Regions from separate parts of the Drosophila melanogaster genome. Here region 2 is linked to region 1. The links are chromatin contacts, called in public Hi-C maps. All regions are on one chromosome and are shown on one strand. Each heading gives the region's core, a stretch centred on a gene start, on an enhancer-like site or on the middle of the called end of the contact. The rest is flanking DNA. Distances are from core to core; before and after follow the strand shown. Region 1 holds the start of Tim17b1. Region 2 holds the start of PEK (pancreatic eIF-2alpha kinase).

Region 1 (7,388 bases), core at 1,825-4,324:
CATTCTGCCATTCGATGCGTAATGTAAGCACTGTGGGTAACACCCCCGTGGGTTGTTGACACACAGTTGGCTCGGTGGAACTGTGCCAGTAAAATGCTACTGCTACTTTTGTTTTTTCGGTGCTCATGCCACTGATCGTAGCCCAGGGCCACATTCCCGAAGGTAAACAATGCACAAGAGCGATAAGATATTTGTATGTACCTATGTACGTATGAATGTACGTATGAGCCAGCGATCGAGCCCTGAATGACTTCCATTCGGCTTTCAATTGCTCAAGAGCCTCTGGCCAAATGTGACTCGTCGCATTGCGGATACTTCTGGAGATACTTGTGGTATGGAGAACATCAGGGGATTAGTAAGGGCAACTATATATACATATGATGAATAAGATGTTTCATTTTATCCTCTATTTTGTGTGTCCAACTGGTTAATGCGGAAGCGTGTCTATAGCAGTTAAACTACTGGCTGGCAATTAGTTACAGTGATTAGCACAGTTAGAGGTTGGGAATTGCTCAGTGACACAACATGAAAAAGATGTCTTAACCTATAATCATTCTTTACACTATACGAGTATAAGTATAAGATAGTCGCTGAAATATGAATAGTACATATTTGTTGAGAATTAGTTGTTGGAAAAAGAAGAAGCAATTTTAATCTGTTAGAAATGTTAGCTTATTCGAAATATTTGACCTTCTTGGCAGAAAAATAGAAGAATGCGAAAAATAAATTCACGGCCTCCGAACATAATATTTGTGTCATTTACAATTATTTAATAATTATTCATGTTTGCTTGCCGAACAAAGACAAAATATGTACCTATCCATTTCATTTGAGCGCGAAAGCCAACTGTGCAAATGGATTCCATTGCCATTTCGCCGTCTGAACTCAATAACTCGGAACGTGGTCGTCATCAAATGTGGCCAACTTAAATCAAACACAGTTGTTTCAACCAGGCTCTTGTTTTTGCAATGGTTTTCCACGCGAAAAGGCCTAGAAAACGGCGAGCACGAAAGGTTTTTTCAGCTGCGCAGCCAGGCACTTGAAGACTTTCCATGGAAAATTCTCATTGGCGAACGGGGGTAAATATGGCTATGAATTAAAAATGGGAAAGGCAAATAGCTGATGGCGACAAATATGCGTTAAATAATTATTTAGTATTTGCTGCCGCCGCTGTTTATTTGCGAACAAAGGCACTTTGCATGCGCCTGCTGCCAGCTGAAAACTCCAGTCCGCAATTATTCTACGCGCTCGCGTATTTATTTTTTATCATTGATATTCAATTATGGTTATCGCCAATTGCGCTAATTGGCAACGCAGTGAAAAGACACGCGCAAATAAACTTTTATTATTTTCAGGGGGAAGCCAAAGAGGGGTTCCTTGATCGACAGAAAGAGGCTTTCATATACTCAAGCTTATGAATAGCCCCCTCCTGACGATTCGGGTACTTGGTTGTCACATTCACATTGTCACGGTGATACAACTATCTGGGCAGAGGAAACCCTATTTTCCCGCCCGAAATCGTAACGGAAATTAGTTTTGCCAATCAAACGGGAACGCAATAATAGGGAAAACTGCTCTTATGTGAGTGCAGAAAGAGGAATGTAGTGCAGAAGAGATGTTTTAATAAAGATAAGCACTAGCAACCTTTTAAAAAAAAGGAACGATTCAAAGTGTAACTTAAGAAAATCTAATGATATATAGTAGAGTACCCTTGATTTAGCTAGTGAGAAACTTCAATATGTTGTTGGCATATCGATTGAAGTAGCAGACAAAAACAAAATAAATAAAATCCATTTGTCTGTTACACACTTTTCTAGGAATCTAGTAGAATCCACTGACTCCACGGGTGCAGAAACAAGCATTATAAAGTGGAATATTTAGGCTTAGATATATTAAGGTTCGAGTTTCTGGCTTGATCAAAGGAGTTTTGTAGGAGGAAACCCCAAATAAGTTTGGAATTTCAAGTATGGAGCTTTGAAGCACACGCGCCTCCCAAAAAGCCACCACACTTCGGCTGGACTTCAGACTGTCTATATAAATATGCCGAAGCAAAATATATTTATGATTCTAAAACTTGCACTGTACGACAATTGAATTTAAATTGAAATGGGAATGCCGCCAGTATCAGATTCGAACAATCAAAGCAATCTTTTATAAATTGGTATGCAATCGTCGATCCACGCGTTCGCGGATGGATAGCGACGACTAGGCGATGACGCAGCGAAGAATTCTACAATGCCGAAGAGTCAATCTGGAATTAAAGAGTGTGAGTGGCGGAATTATTGAGGCGTATTATTGCGCAGGGGATTTCACTTACCTCTCCATAAGTCGCTGCGAGTGGAGAAACGCCCTTTTGCTGCCGTAAAAGCTCCTGCTTATACCGTTGCTGCCGCTCCACGGGCGACACCTGGCGGTAGGAATCCGCCGAATAATGGGACACCACAATGCCCACGCCCTCTATTAGGGCCAATAGAGCCCCGCCCACCAAGGCACTACTGAGCATGGAGGTTAGTCCTGCCAAAAAGAGGAATAAGCAAAAAAGTAAATATTCGCATATTCGTGCGATAATAGCCATAAAGTTAAGCAGAAAGAAAAACAAGGCAAAAAGGATATAAGGATATAAAAGTCCTGAGAAAGCATTGAAAACCAGCCTGGTTTACTAATTGTTAATGCATTTGTCTGAAAAAAAAAACTTTAAAACTCACCAGTTCTAGCAGCAAGAATGCCCCCGGTGGTTGCTCCACTAATTATGGCGTTCCACGGGTCCTCCTTCTTCCGGAAGTAAACCAGTGAGCAGTCGATGGCGCTGAAGGTAGCGCCCCACACCGCAAAGTTACCACCCACCAGGCCGGATCGAGCCCGTACCGCCGCCAATCCTCCGCTCAATCGGTATCCCAGGCCGGAGGGGGCGTTTCGAAAGCCCTTGATCGCCTGGAAGGCTCCTCCGCCCAAGGCGCCCATTGCGAAGGCTCCACCACAATCCTCGACAATGCGAAAGGGACAAGGCTCCCGACCGTACTCCGCCATGTCAGTTGATTATCGGACTCAGGAGAGTTCAGTCGATAAAATTGATGGGGTGACAGACACACACAGCAGAATAGATGGACAAGTCAAAGCCTCCTTGAGAGCGATTTTCAATTCAAAGTTTCATTAAAAAACTTTTAAAGCAAATAGAAAAAATTACATTTTAAAATTAGAATCAGTAATTAGAAGCACTCGACACGTGTGTTATTCCTTACAAATTACTTATACTTCATACTTTTCCGATTTAATTCTATCGAACACCTAAGGACAAGTCACATGAAAATCGTGACTTCTCGCCAATTGTTTAAAGGCTGATCTAACAAAAAACAAAACAGATCAAAAACCGTTTAAAAAAACATTTAAAATGCGTCGTTTTGCCGTATTTGGACACTCGCTGATCGTCAAGATAATCATTACAAAACGATAGCAATTGCACAACAAAAAGGTTGAATAAAAAAGGCAAACGGGCTGCCAATAAATAAATTGTTATTACCCGGTTATGGTCACAATTCGAGCTGGAAATTTGTAAGTGATAAGGATCGCAACAGATTGCGCTCCGATCGCTACAAGCCCAAATATTCCATTCCCAACCGATTTACAACCACTCTCCCACTTTTCCAGGAGCAAATCGCGCAGCGTGGATCACGGCCTTGCGGCTCCATTCGACTTGGACTCGCTCCGCTCCAAAGTGGAGCAGCGCTTCGAGAGCGTCGACAAATTATCAAGTAAGTCACTATTCAAATAAGTATAATTTAATTAGACAGACTTAAACCGATGGAGAATCTTTGGTTAGGGCAGCAGATGGATGCAGAATTATATGAAAATCATTTTGTATTTCTCAAAACAAATACTTATTTCGGGAAGGATCCTTGCTGAACCCCGGCTTAAGCCCCCTGTATCCACTCACTTTCAATTAAAATAGTTCAATTTAAACTTATATGTAATATGAATGTAAAATTTGTGTAGAACTCGTAGGTTCCTCAAGTCAACGCTAGGGTATTCTGCCGCCAGGTGTCGCTCATGCTCACACTCTATGTAAAATCGATGTATTATTAGAAAAGTGTACATATTGAATCAAATCAGCTAGCAAAAAGGGTGTTTTTTTTTTTAATTCTACAGTATTCCGATTCCGATATATCAGAACAGATTGTACTTTGCGCGTTACATTCAATTTTAGTGCCTAAACCAGAGGCATTCTTAACATAATCATAAAATAATTTTCATTAAAAAAAAAAACATACTTACTTACTGGCATTAGTTTGAAGTTGATTCAGGGAATTGTGCGCCAACCGGGGGGTACCTATAAACAAATTCTTATCGCACCTCCCGTTTGAAAGTGCGCGCCAAAGCTAACAGCGCTGATAGTTGATTACATGTATGAATGTAATTGTGACAGTTCGAGAAAACTGATGAGCCCGCAGTTTTAACGATACAAAAAAACCGTATGATACAGGGCTAGAAATGGTGGAATTGATTGAGATATACTGGCACATGCCAACCAACGAGTTCTCGGTTATCTACCACTGCCGGCAGCAGGTTCCGCCCACAGGTGTGATCTGCTCGCACTTGCGACCCGATGGCGACTCTTTCGAGGTCTTCCAGCAGCGTGCCCCGAAGAAGCACGATCCTCCGAGTAAAGAACTGCGAGCACGTACCTCCAGCGATACGATGCCATTATTAATTATGATTTCTTTTCGTTCCGCAGGGCAAAAGTCTTCATTGCCCACCATACCCACCATTTCCTACACCGTGGGCAATCGCGACACCCTGACCTCCGTGGCCGCCCGGTTCGACACCACGCCCTCGGAGCTGACCCACCTCAACCGGCTGAACAGCTCCTTCATCTATCCGGGCCAGCAGCTGCTGGTGCCGGACAAGAGCGCCAAGGACGACGCCTCCAGCAGCTCCACCCACGACGCGGACGGTGCCAGCCTGTCCGGCAAATCGAGTCCGGTCGAGCGCAAGTTGTCCGGCGACGAGAGCCGCGAGAAAGGTAAGAACGGAAGCCAACCCAGGCGCTGCTCCGTGGAAATGGTGCAATTGGTGCGACGATAGTGAAGCGTTTGCCATCATCGCCGCTTGAGATTTTCATTTTCACGAGCTTTTTACATGCATGTGCCAACATTTTTTGAGAAACTCCGTATTGCGTTCTTCCATCGCTTTTTGGGTCGCATTTACTAGAGAAGTCCAAACATTTGCATACTATCATATATCCAGATGCGCAATTAACTGTACATATCGCTTATTTGATTTTAGTTTTTTTTTTAATTAGTTCTTCTTAATAATGTTTTGTTAGCAACTGCGAAAAGCGGCTATGTTTATTACATTGTAAAAACTAAACTAATTTGGAAAACTATTGAACATTTGAAGCCCTCAAAAATGTTTAGTATATAAATTGATATATAATTGCTATAATTACAAGAAGAAGTTAGTCTCAGGGCTAGCTTTAACTTTAAAGTAACTTTATTCAGCTATTTAATACAGAAAAGGTATGTGCATATGTTAATTGATTAATTTCAGATGGCAAATTAATGTTTGGCCACATTTTGTAATAACTTTAAGATTTTTGGCGCCACTTCTTCCACAAACAGCATTGCAGTTTCATGAATAACCTTACTTTAGACGAGAACTTTTTAGTATATTCCATTACTATGAGGTATATATAAACAACCGAGCTGCGGTCACACTGCTGGCCAATGTTGACTGTTTCATAGAACGTGTTTTTCCGCTGTTTCTCACTTTAAAAAGGCTATAAAATCGAATCGGTCGAGTGCCGAAAGCCACGTACTGAGAGCCGGATAATCCACGACGTAGAGTGCGCCCGGACGTACTCGATATTCTAAGTTTCAGCATGCACACGGCTGTCTTCTGGCGCAATGGAGGTTATTGTTTGATTTTCTACCTTTGTTGTCGCTCCGATCTGTGAAAAAGTGCTAATTGCGGTTGACAAACTCCTGGCCTTGAAGGTCCAGATATTCCGGAAAGTATAACCTTCGGTCAAGCAAGGGTCTCGTTGTCCATGTCCCAGGAAACCGAATCTCGGTTATGGATGATAAAGAAGTTGCACTAATAGATTCAAAAGGCATCATAACTATTGTAGTTTCGAGCTAGAAACTAGAAATTACACTGTTAAATTTAAAACTTACTACCACCCAGTTAGTCGGAACTATTAAAAAGCCCTTTTCGAAAGTCGTATAATGTATAACATTTCTTCCCATCCCATGACCCTATGCAAAAGCTACACCCTTTAGGCAATATCTTTACGACATCACCTTACACGCCGAACTACCTAGGAAAAGCGCTATAATGCCGTTCCCATTCACTGGTCGTAACACCTAGAACAACAAAGGGGGTCACAAGGCGTAGATTTAGTTTAAACTATCCCATATATCAATTTTGCTTTCACAATCTTATCGCGGCCACGGGTGTAGTTGATAAAATCACAGCCCAGCAAAATAGTACCCGAAAATCACTTGCCCCTAATATAATATAATAACTAAATGGCGTTTTTGCAGCCACCTAGCCAGCAAAGATATTAACCAAATGCCGCTCCTTGCAGACATACTCGAGGGCCTGCGCCCCGGATCCCCAAAACCGGGACACATCGAGCGCGTGGGCGGCAGTAGCCAGCAGCAGCAGGCGGAGGAGGAGGCCAACAAAAGCGACGATCCGGTGATCACACAGCGCTTCCTCAAGATCAATGTGCGCCACATCACGGACGGACAGGGCGTGGTGGGCGGCGTCCTGCTGGTCACGCCCAACGCCGTTATGTTCGATCCCAACGTCAGCGATCCCCTGGTCATCGAGCACGGCCCGGAGAGCTACGGCGTCATTGCGCCCATGGAGCTGGTGGTCAACGCCGCCATCTTCCACGACATTGCGCACATGCGAGTGGCCGGAGGAGCAGGTCAGGGCCTGAACTCCGCCTCGGGAGACGCGGAGAAACCGGAAATCTACTATCCCAAACCAGTATTAGTCGAAGAAGACTCCAAGGAGCTACCCGAGCAGCAGTCGCTGCTGGGCGAAGACGGTAATAAGCGCTTAGATGGTAAGTTCCTCGACGGGTCATTCCTGAAATCAAGTTTCTGTAACTCCTACATAAAATCGTTGAAGATGATTAACTGCTTAGCTTGCCTAAGATCGTTCGGAAGCAGAAGTATAGAAACAGTGATAAAATTTCCTTTTTCAGAAGAAATTCGCTTACTAATGCTATTTTCTTATCTAACAACAGCAGAAATAGGGTCGCTGGAAATCGCTGACGACCAAGAGTCGCTTTGCTCCAGCACTGGACGCGATGGCGACGCGTTTCCCAAAGCCTTCGACCGCGAACGTGTGGAGGTAAGTCATTTTTATCATATTACTCC
Region 2 (7,388 bases), core at 2,312-4,811, 160 kb before region 1:
GTCCAGGGGAAGAGTATAACGCCGCGGTAGCCGAAGATGCGGTGCAGGAATAGTTGGCCCGTCTCGTACCGGTCGTCGCGGGCATCCACCAGGCGACCCACCTCAGCCAGTCTGTACAAATGACGTGTTATGCAATTTTCAGGAGGATTCAGGACCCCACTCACTTGGTCGGATACACCGCCTGCTTCTTGACGCCACGCCGCAGCAGGATGTCCACCCTGTGGAGCATGGGACATCGCTGGTCCCACTTGAACACTTGCACCAACAAGCTCATCGCGGCGCATCCAAAGTTCGGAAAGCTCGGAGACCCGTGGAGCACCTTTTCGAGTTCGGAGCGGTAGCTGCGCGCGCGGTTTATGCAACAATCTGCAGCTTCTTTCGGCGATCAGTTCTCAGGTTCGGTTCGATCTAGCAGGGCACATGTGCTTCTAAATTTTGTGGCTGTCTCTAAAATCCCAACATTGTTATGAACATTTTGATGTTGTTTTCGGCACTGAAAAAAAACTCTATGCGATTGCGCGAGTCGGCGATAACCACATTCGTTTGTCGATAACATTTCAGGGGCAAATCTGTCAGAATTTGTATTTAAATTTGAAAATAATTAAATCTGTAATCTAAATATAAAACAAGAGATTACAAGACTAGTTTTAGTCCAATCAAGAACAATTATGTACACCTTAGAGAATCGAAGATGACTTTTTCTGCGTTTTAATACGAATCTTGTATACCCCATTACTCTGCAGATAGTGTTACTTGCTTTTTCTATTCAGCGGAATAAATTTACCATATTAAAGGATATATTTATCTATAATTTATCCCTTTTATTCTTTAAAATGTGGTTAGTTGGCAAAAGCTTGGTAAAACTAAAAATGTAAAATTACAGAGGAAAACAATTATATTTAATAATTTCATACATAAAGTTGAATGTTAGAAAGGAACCATCTAAATGAGCCTAAGCAGTTGTTTTTTATAGTTTTAACAGAGAAGAGCATATGGTTTCTTCAACCCGATTTAAACTAACCCATGTTTCGTATCTTGAGTATGCATAAACTGTGAATACAAATTAAAATTTAAACAATGTATTGTCTTATTTTTACTAAGGGTTTTCTTTTCAACTGAGGTTTATTTTGCCCCTAACAGCACACTTTCGAGCAACGGCGCGCTGTTTCACTTAACATATCGCGTTTTTGTGGCGTCTAGAGGCAGCCACACTATTTCCTTCTTTTCGCTTTCGTTTCCGGCGAAGTAAGTAAATTAAATTTCTCTGTATATTTTCCTTTAATAATATTCTGTTTTTGTTTTTAGCGGTGTTAATACATTCATCGAACAACAAGGTGGGTTTCCGCGGACACCATAATGGGAGTCTGTACACCGGAAAAACGGCAAATAATCATGGAATAACCTGCAAACGCCAACCCACGTGCACAAAAATCTACTGGCGAACTTTATCTGTGATTTTTTGTGACTAAGTGGTTCCTTGGGACAACCCAGGATAGGAGTACCCTACGGGCACTGCCCGATTCGTAATAGCACCTCGATGCCGTCCAAAAGTTCCATGCTTCGCACAGTGCACATTGATTGCAAAATTTCAGCGTTCATTTTTGGCCTCCGCTTTTCTTGTTGTTTTTAACGTGATTTCAATAACTTCTTGTGGAAGATTAATAAGTGATCCGTGTTATCAGTTTTTGTTTTTATCATTAAATGTTGCCCCAGGCCGGTCGGGTACAGGAATTTTCACCAGACTCCGCTTTATTTTTATATAAAATGATGTTTTTAATGTACTGTTGCCCAGAGCTGTGCACCTCAATATCTTCAATGTTTAAAGTACTTTTCGTTTAATCAAATGCATGCAAATGATCGAAACCCTCAAGCCCCAACGAATACCTATGATGAATGCCTACGGCTCTAAAGATTATCTTTTCTCATCCACAGCTAAGCCATGGCCGACACACAAGCCAAGTCCACTACTGCGCCCAAGGCCGCCAAGGCCCAGAAGGCTCCCAAGGCCGTCAAGGCGCCTAAGGCCGAGAAGCCCGCCGCCTCAGAGGCTAAAGTTTCCGCCAAGAAGTACAAGCGTCACGGACGCCTCTTCGCCAAGGCCGTCTTCACCGGCTACAAGCGTGGTCTGAGGAACCAGCACGAGAACCAGGCCATCCTCAAGGTATGTCTATACTTCAATGTGATGGGTCCGGACTTCACAGAGTTTTTCAAATAATAATTAATACATTCCAGTTCTGTAAAAACATTTTAGTAATGTAATTGATTAACCAACATATTACATTGCAGATTGAGGGCGCCCGCCGCAAGGAGCACGGATCCTTCTACGTTGGGAAGCGTTGCGTCTATGTCTACAAGGCCGAGACCAAGAAGTGCGTGCCGCAGCATCCCGAGCGCAAGACCCGCGTCCGCGCTGTCTGGGGCAAGGTCACCCGCATCCACGGCAACACCGGCGCTGTGCGTGCCCGTTTCAACAGGAACCTGCCCGGTCATGCCATGGGCCACCGCATCCGCATCGTTAGTTCAAACACACCTTTTCTGTCCGACAATTGGGTTGTATTAACATGCCTTCTTTTTTCTTGCAGATGCTGTACCCATCAAGGATTTAAGTTAATATCCGACTTGAATTACTGACCTGCAGGAGTAAAAAATCCGTTTTACATTAAATGAAACACTTTAAATTTAATTAAAACGCAACTTGGCTTTTTTATTAAGGCGAGATACCGATTGAAAGTTGACGGTAATCTGTATATCGATTGATGGCTGTTCGGTTTGACTTTCCCTACTGCAATGAATTATCTTTTGGCGGGACCATCCACTTCGCATTAAAATCCATTTATATTGATCTTAAGTAGCAGATGAAGACGATGGAAACGTTTTAGAGTACGAATTGAATGTGGATTTCGAGACTCTTGGCTAATGTCGTTCCTTTAGATCAGACATACCACTTCTACCATAATAGATTTTAATTAGTTTTGAAAATCTCAAAACTATTTTTTGTATTGCCAAAGTCAACGAATACTGTAGTGTGTACTACTAACGAATCTTTTCGCAAGGACACTAGGGGTGTATGGCGTAGCCTTTCTGCTCGAAAATCATACGAATTCAAGTTTCTGTTAATCAACAATGCGGTTTCTAAAAAAATCAAGGAAATGGTTTCATAGTAATCAAAAGTTTTTTAAAAAGAATAAATGTTGTAATAAACGTTTCTATATTATGACGAATATACCACCTAACATATTTTTAGAAGGTAGAGCATATTTAAATTAAAGTAATGTTTGAATTTCATTTGGTATGTGTCAGAATTATAGCCGAATAGAATTTATTTTTAAAACACGTCGAATAATAGAAGTATTCAATAAGAGATGAGATGGAAATAATACTTCATCTACTTTAATAATTATTGTTAAGTTGTCCCTATTTGTGTCAAAACATGGGCGTCAAACATTGTTTTAAATTAGTTACTGGAAAAGTTTAAAATAGTAAAACCTTAGTGAAACTGTTCCCACCGTGTGTATTTTTTTGGTACTTTTAGGTAATGACGAAATAAACTGTATTGTGGTGTCATCTGTTATTTTAAGGCTGTCAAAACGCGGTCACACTTGCAATCGCGCGTTTTGCGGCCCAATCGGAACAAAAACATAAACTGACCAGTTTTAGTGGATTTAAATAGTGGAGTTGCGATTGATTGCTGCAGGAGCCATCGAGAGTGATGCGGAGATGTGCGCCGACCTTGCCGGGAGCCACTGCCGCCGCTGTTCCACCAACCGACCCCCCGAAGTGAGGTCAACACGTCACCGTTCGAACCAATTAGAGACTTGCATTTCTGCACCGTTCCCCGCGTCCGATCGCCAACGACCAGGATTACGTTATATGCGCGTACGATGCAGGACGACCTGGATGGCATCGTGAGGCATCGTCGCCGGAGCCTGAGCTTCCTGCAGATCGTCACGCTCACTATGGCCGGCCTGGTGGCTTTCGATCCCGCCCAGGTGCTAGCTGGGCACCCAACTACTGATTCGGAGCTCCAGACTGCCGGATCTCCCCGTCCCCCCGGGCTCGAACACTGCGTAGATCAGGAGGAGCGTCGCGTTGCAAGAAGGTACGTACCCTAACCAAAGTATCGGGAGGAATGCACTGGTATCGAATGGATTGTAGCAGAAGAAGAAGAGTGCGTTATGTGTGTGTTATGTTTATGTTCTCGAACATTCGCTAAAACGCGGTGCAAGTGGATAAACGAGCAGCCAGCACCTAGGCAAATATTGCGAAGAACACGTTAGTGATATTTGGTTGAACTACTCGAAAAGTGCCTATTTAATCAGCTAAAACGGGGAATTCGAAGAGAACTGTGGTACGACGGGGGGCCAGTGAAAATACGTAGCTCAAAATTCTCGGCTGATCCGACAAGTTGGTAACATTTGCGACGGCCCTTAGCTTTAAGTACCTTGTCCCGTCTAACACGAGAAATTCGGAGAGCTTCTGTTCAACTTGAAGTCTGGGAGCGATCTGATAATATGAACCCACATGTTTGCACCTTGGCCAACTATGAAAACCCGTAATCAGTGGACGCGCTTATCAAGCATGCGGTGAGTCATTTGCAAGATCTTAACTGAATTTTTGTTTGAGGCAGACGTCTAGATATGTTGTTTGGCAAGCATGCCAATCCGAACTGGTTTCCCCGATTGTTTTGCTTTCCTTTGCGTTTGTGCAAGGTTTTCACTGAATTTCACAATTCTCCCCCCGTTTGCTTTATCCCCCCTTTTTGCGGGCGCCATTTTCGGCTCCTTGGTGGGCGCGACAGAGATGGCGATAGGGGAAATGGAGAGGGGCCAACTGACACTTGTTGTTCCTCGAGTTCTTGTCTTCTTGGCGCAAAAACAGCTGAGTTTACTTCCCATTTACCTTTTCTACGCTGTCAGCTGGGTCTGCCAGTGTGCCCCTTTTCCTGCTTTCCTTTATTCTTGCCCCATGCACCGTGTACCTGGTGACGGAATCGGTTGCAAGCACAAATCAACTTTTTGTATAATTGCAAATTTAACTCTAGTATTTAATCTTTCGAGTTGAAATATTTTAAACAGTTAACCAAAGGCTTACTCACTTACAGAAAATTCAATTTTTACATTAATTGCACGAATAGAAAATATTACATAAAAATCAAATCATTACTTGAATCTATGTATGCTGTGTTTTTTGTTTTTTCTTCAAAATCTTGTGTTTGTTTATTTCAAGCTCGCCCATGGTAATTGGATATTACCTACATAAAGGGTATACGGTATTCTTATATTTAACAAGAACGGCTTTTAAAAACATATTGGCCTCGCCCACTCTAAATTCCACAAGCTACAAAATCCTTGTTACGCTGACACGGTATCATTTAGCGAAAATAACAATTTGGCAAATTCCGCCATTATGGACTATTAGCTAATATGGAGTAGTCGATATTTATTTATTAAATATGGAAATAAAAACATTAAAACTTGGTATTGCATTATTTATTCTATCCACAGACTCCTATACATTTCCACGCTTGATGGTCGACTGAGCGCTCTGGACATCGCCAAGTCCGGCAAACTGCGCTGGAGTGTGCCCACCGGACCGGGGCCACTAATCTCGTCCAGCATCCATCGATTGGAGCTGACCAACAATGGGCAGTTCGTACGCATGATTCCCTCTTTGAGCGGCGGCATCTACAAGTTCGACGGGGACTCCATCGATCCCATTCCAATCACGGCGGAGCACCTACTCAGCTCGAGCGCCAAATTCAGCGATGATCTGGTTATATCCGGAGGCAAGGAGACACGCTCATACGGTGTTTCCGTTCGCACTGGCCAGCTGCTGTATGAATGTTCTCTAAACGGATGTGTAAACTCTACGGAGGAAGGGCTTGCAATCGACGACACCATTAGGGAGCCCGATGAGGAGGATCAGCTGGAGGACGGAGAACAGTTAAGGGACGAGGCCGGCTACATAGTGCGCCATGATCCTCTCCTTGACGACGTTATTATCGTCCGCCGCCAGACACAAACGGTTCGGGCCGTGGAATCCCGGACCGGAGTGGAGCGTTGGAACTTTAGCGTAGGTCAGCATGAGTTGGATCTGGTGAGACCTTCCGAGTGCCAGCTACAGCCGCGCGATGAGCTGGAGCTGGCTGTTTTGGATGTGGATATAAAGGTGGTAGTGCCCGAGGGAATTATCTGCGCCTTCAGCAAAAGTGAGCCACAGACTATGCTGTGGAAGTACAAGGTAAGTGGTGATGGCTTTAATATTAAAGGCAAATTTACTTAGTACTTTTCGTGTGCTTTTCAGTTTGATCACCCAATTGTGAGTGCCTGGAATACAAATGCCGACGACGAATTGCAGCCTATTGATTTGTTTAGCTCGGCCCAGTGGCTTTGGGACCAGGACGAAAATGACACGGAGCTGCCCAATGCGCCACAAAGCCCGCCATCCATCTACTTGGGCATGTACGATAAACAGTTGTATATTCAGGAGTCAATACGTCTACGCCAGGAGATTATGGACCAGACCAAGGTCTATCAGCAGCTTACAGGCGACACCAGCCTGATGCCCAGGATTCCCTGGAAGCCGATATCCGCCAGTAGCAAATCGCTGGTAATCTTCCGGAAAGACCAGGAGGACCCTGAAATGATTGCTGAGGGAGCTGTGGCACAAGGAGGGGAACTGGTGCCCTATGATGATGAAAACTTCGCTGTGGCAGCGCAGTCCGTATTGAATGCATCGGAGTTTGTCAATGGCAATGGTTTTTACTTCTACACCACTGGCGATCTGAACGGCCCGCAAGAGTGCAGTACGCAGAATAATCCAACTGACCTTCCAGCAATCACAGCTCCAACATCGCCTACCAATGCCACATCTGAGGGAACGGAAGCTACTGGAAACCATAGCGTCAACGACGATTTGGGCTTTAGTTTGGATGACATTGATGCGCCTGTAAAGGTTGTGATATTGTCGTTGTGGTTCTGGTGGAAGGAAATCGTGGTCATAGCATTTACGTCGGCTGTGATTCTAAATATTTTCATGGGCCAACGAAACCAGCGCGTGGAGCGAGAGTATCTGGTCATTGAACGTCATGTGCCTGTTCAAACGGCCATCGAGGCCACCGAAGCATCCACACAGGCTTTACTAGGTCCAGTGGTGCCGATGCAGCGACCTGGAAATCGTTTTAGCTTCCCACCTGGACAAGCAAATCAGCGCACCATTTCGGAGTCTACAACTCATTCAGGCGAGCATTACACTTCCCGCTTTCAGTCCGACTTCGAGTTGATGCAGTGCCTTGGTCGCGGTGGTTTCGGAGTGGTCTTCGAAGCTAAGAACAAGCTGGATGAGAACCGATACGCCATTAAGCGCATAACGCTACCCAATAAGGAATC

What was found. Hi-C and Micro-C count contacts between places; a contact is called where the count stands out from the background.
Region 2: a Hi-C map of the Kc167 cell line shows a contact between it and region 1, with 1.9 times the contacts expected there. The contact joins the promoter of PEK here to the promoter of Tim17b1 in region 1. A contact is called at or near these places in 12 of 107 Hi-C or Micro-C datasets (the D17-c3 cell line, the Kc167 cell line, the ML-DmBG3-c2 cell line and 4 more).

The regions. Positions count from the first base shown.
Region 1 is chr3R:5,295,831-5,303,218 of dm6, reverse strand. Tim17b1 reads right to left here and starts at 3,074. Exons shown (of 3, transcript NM_141269.3): 1 at 2,706-3,074; 2 at 2,318-2,514; 3 at 2,033-2,251. The coding sequence starts at 3,027. The coding sequence ends at 2,231. It overlaps mtd (mustard), which reads left to right. Exons shown (of 15, transcript NM_001144535.2): 2 at 3,646-3,749; 3 at 4,730-5,017; 4 at 6,584-7,072; 5 at 7,256-7,362. The coding sequence starts at 6,793.
Region 2 is chr3R:5,460,926-5,468,313 of dm6, reverse strand. It overlaps PEK (pancreatic eIF-2alpha kinase), which reads left to right and starts at 3,561. Exons shown (of 4, transcript NM_141281.3): 1 at 3,561-4,099; 2 at 5,505-6,240; 3 at 6,304-7,388. The coding sequence starts at 3,882. RpL35A (Ribosomal protein L35A) reads left to right here and starts at 1,213. Exons shown (of 5, transcript NM_141282.3): 1 at 1,213-1,245; 2 at 1,306-1,334; 3 at 1,933-2,161; 4 at 2,287-2,514; 5 at 2,583-2,684. The coding sequence starts at 1,940. The coding sequence ends at 2,606. POLDIP2 (Polymerase (DNA-directed), delta interacting protein 2) reads right to left here and starts at 536. Exons shown (of 4, transcript NM_141283.4): 1 at 165-536; 2 at 1-111. The coding sequence starts at 274.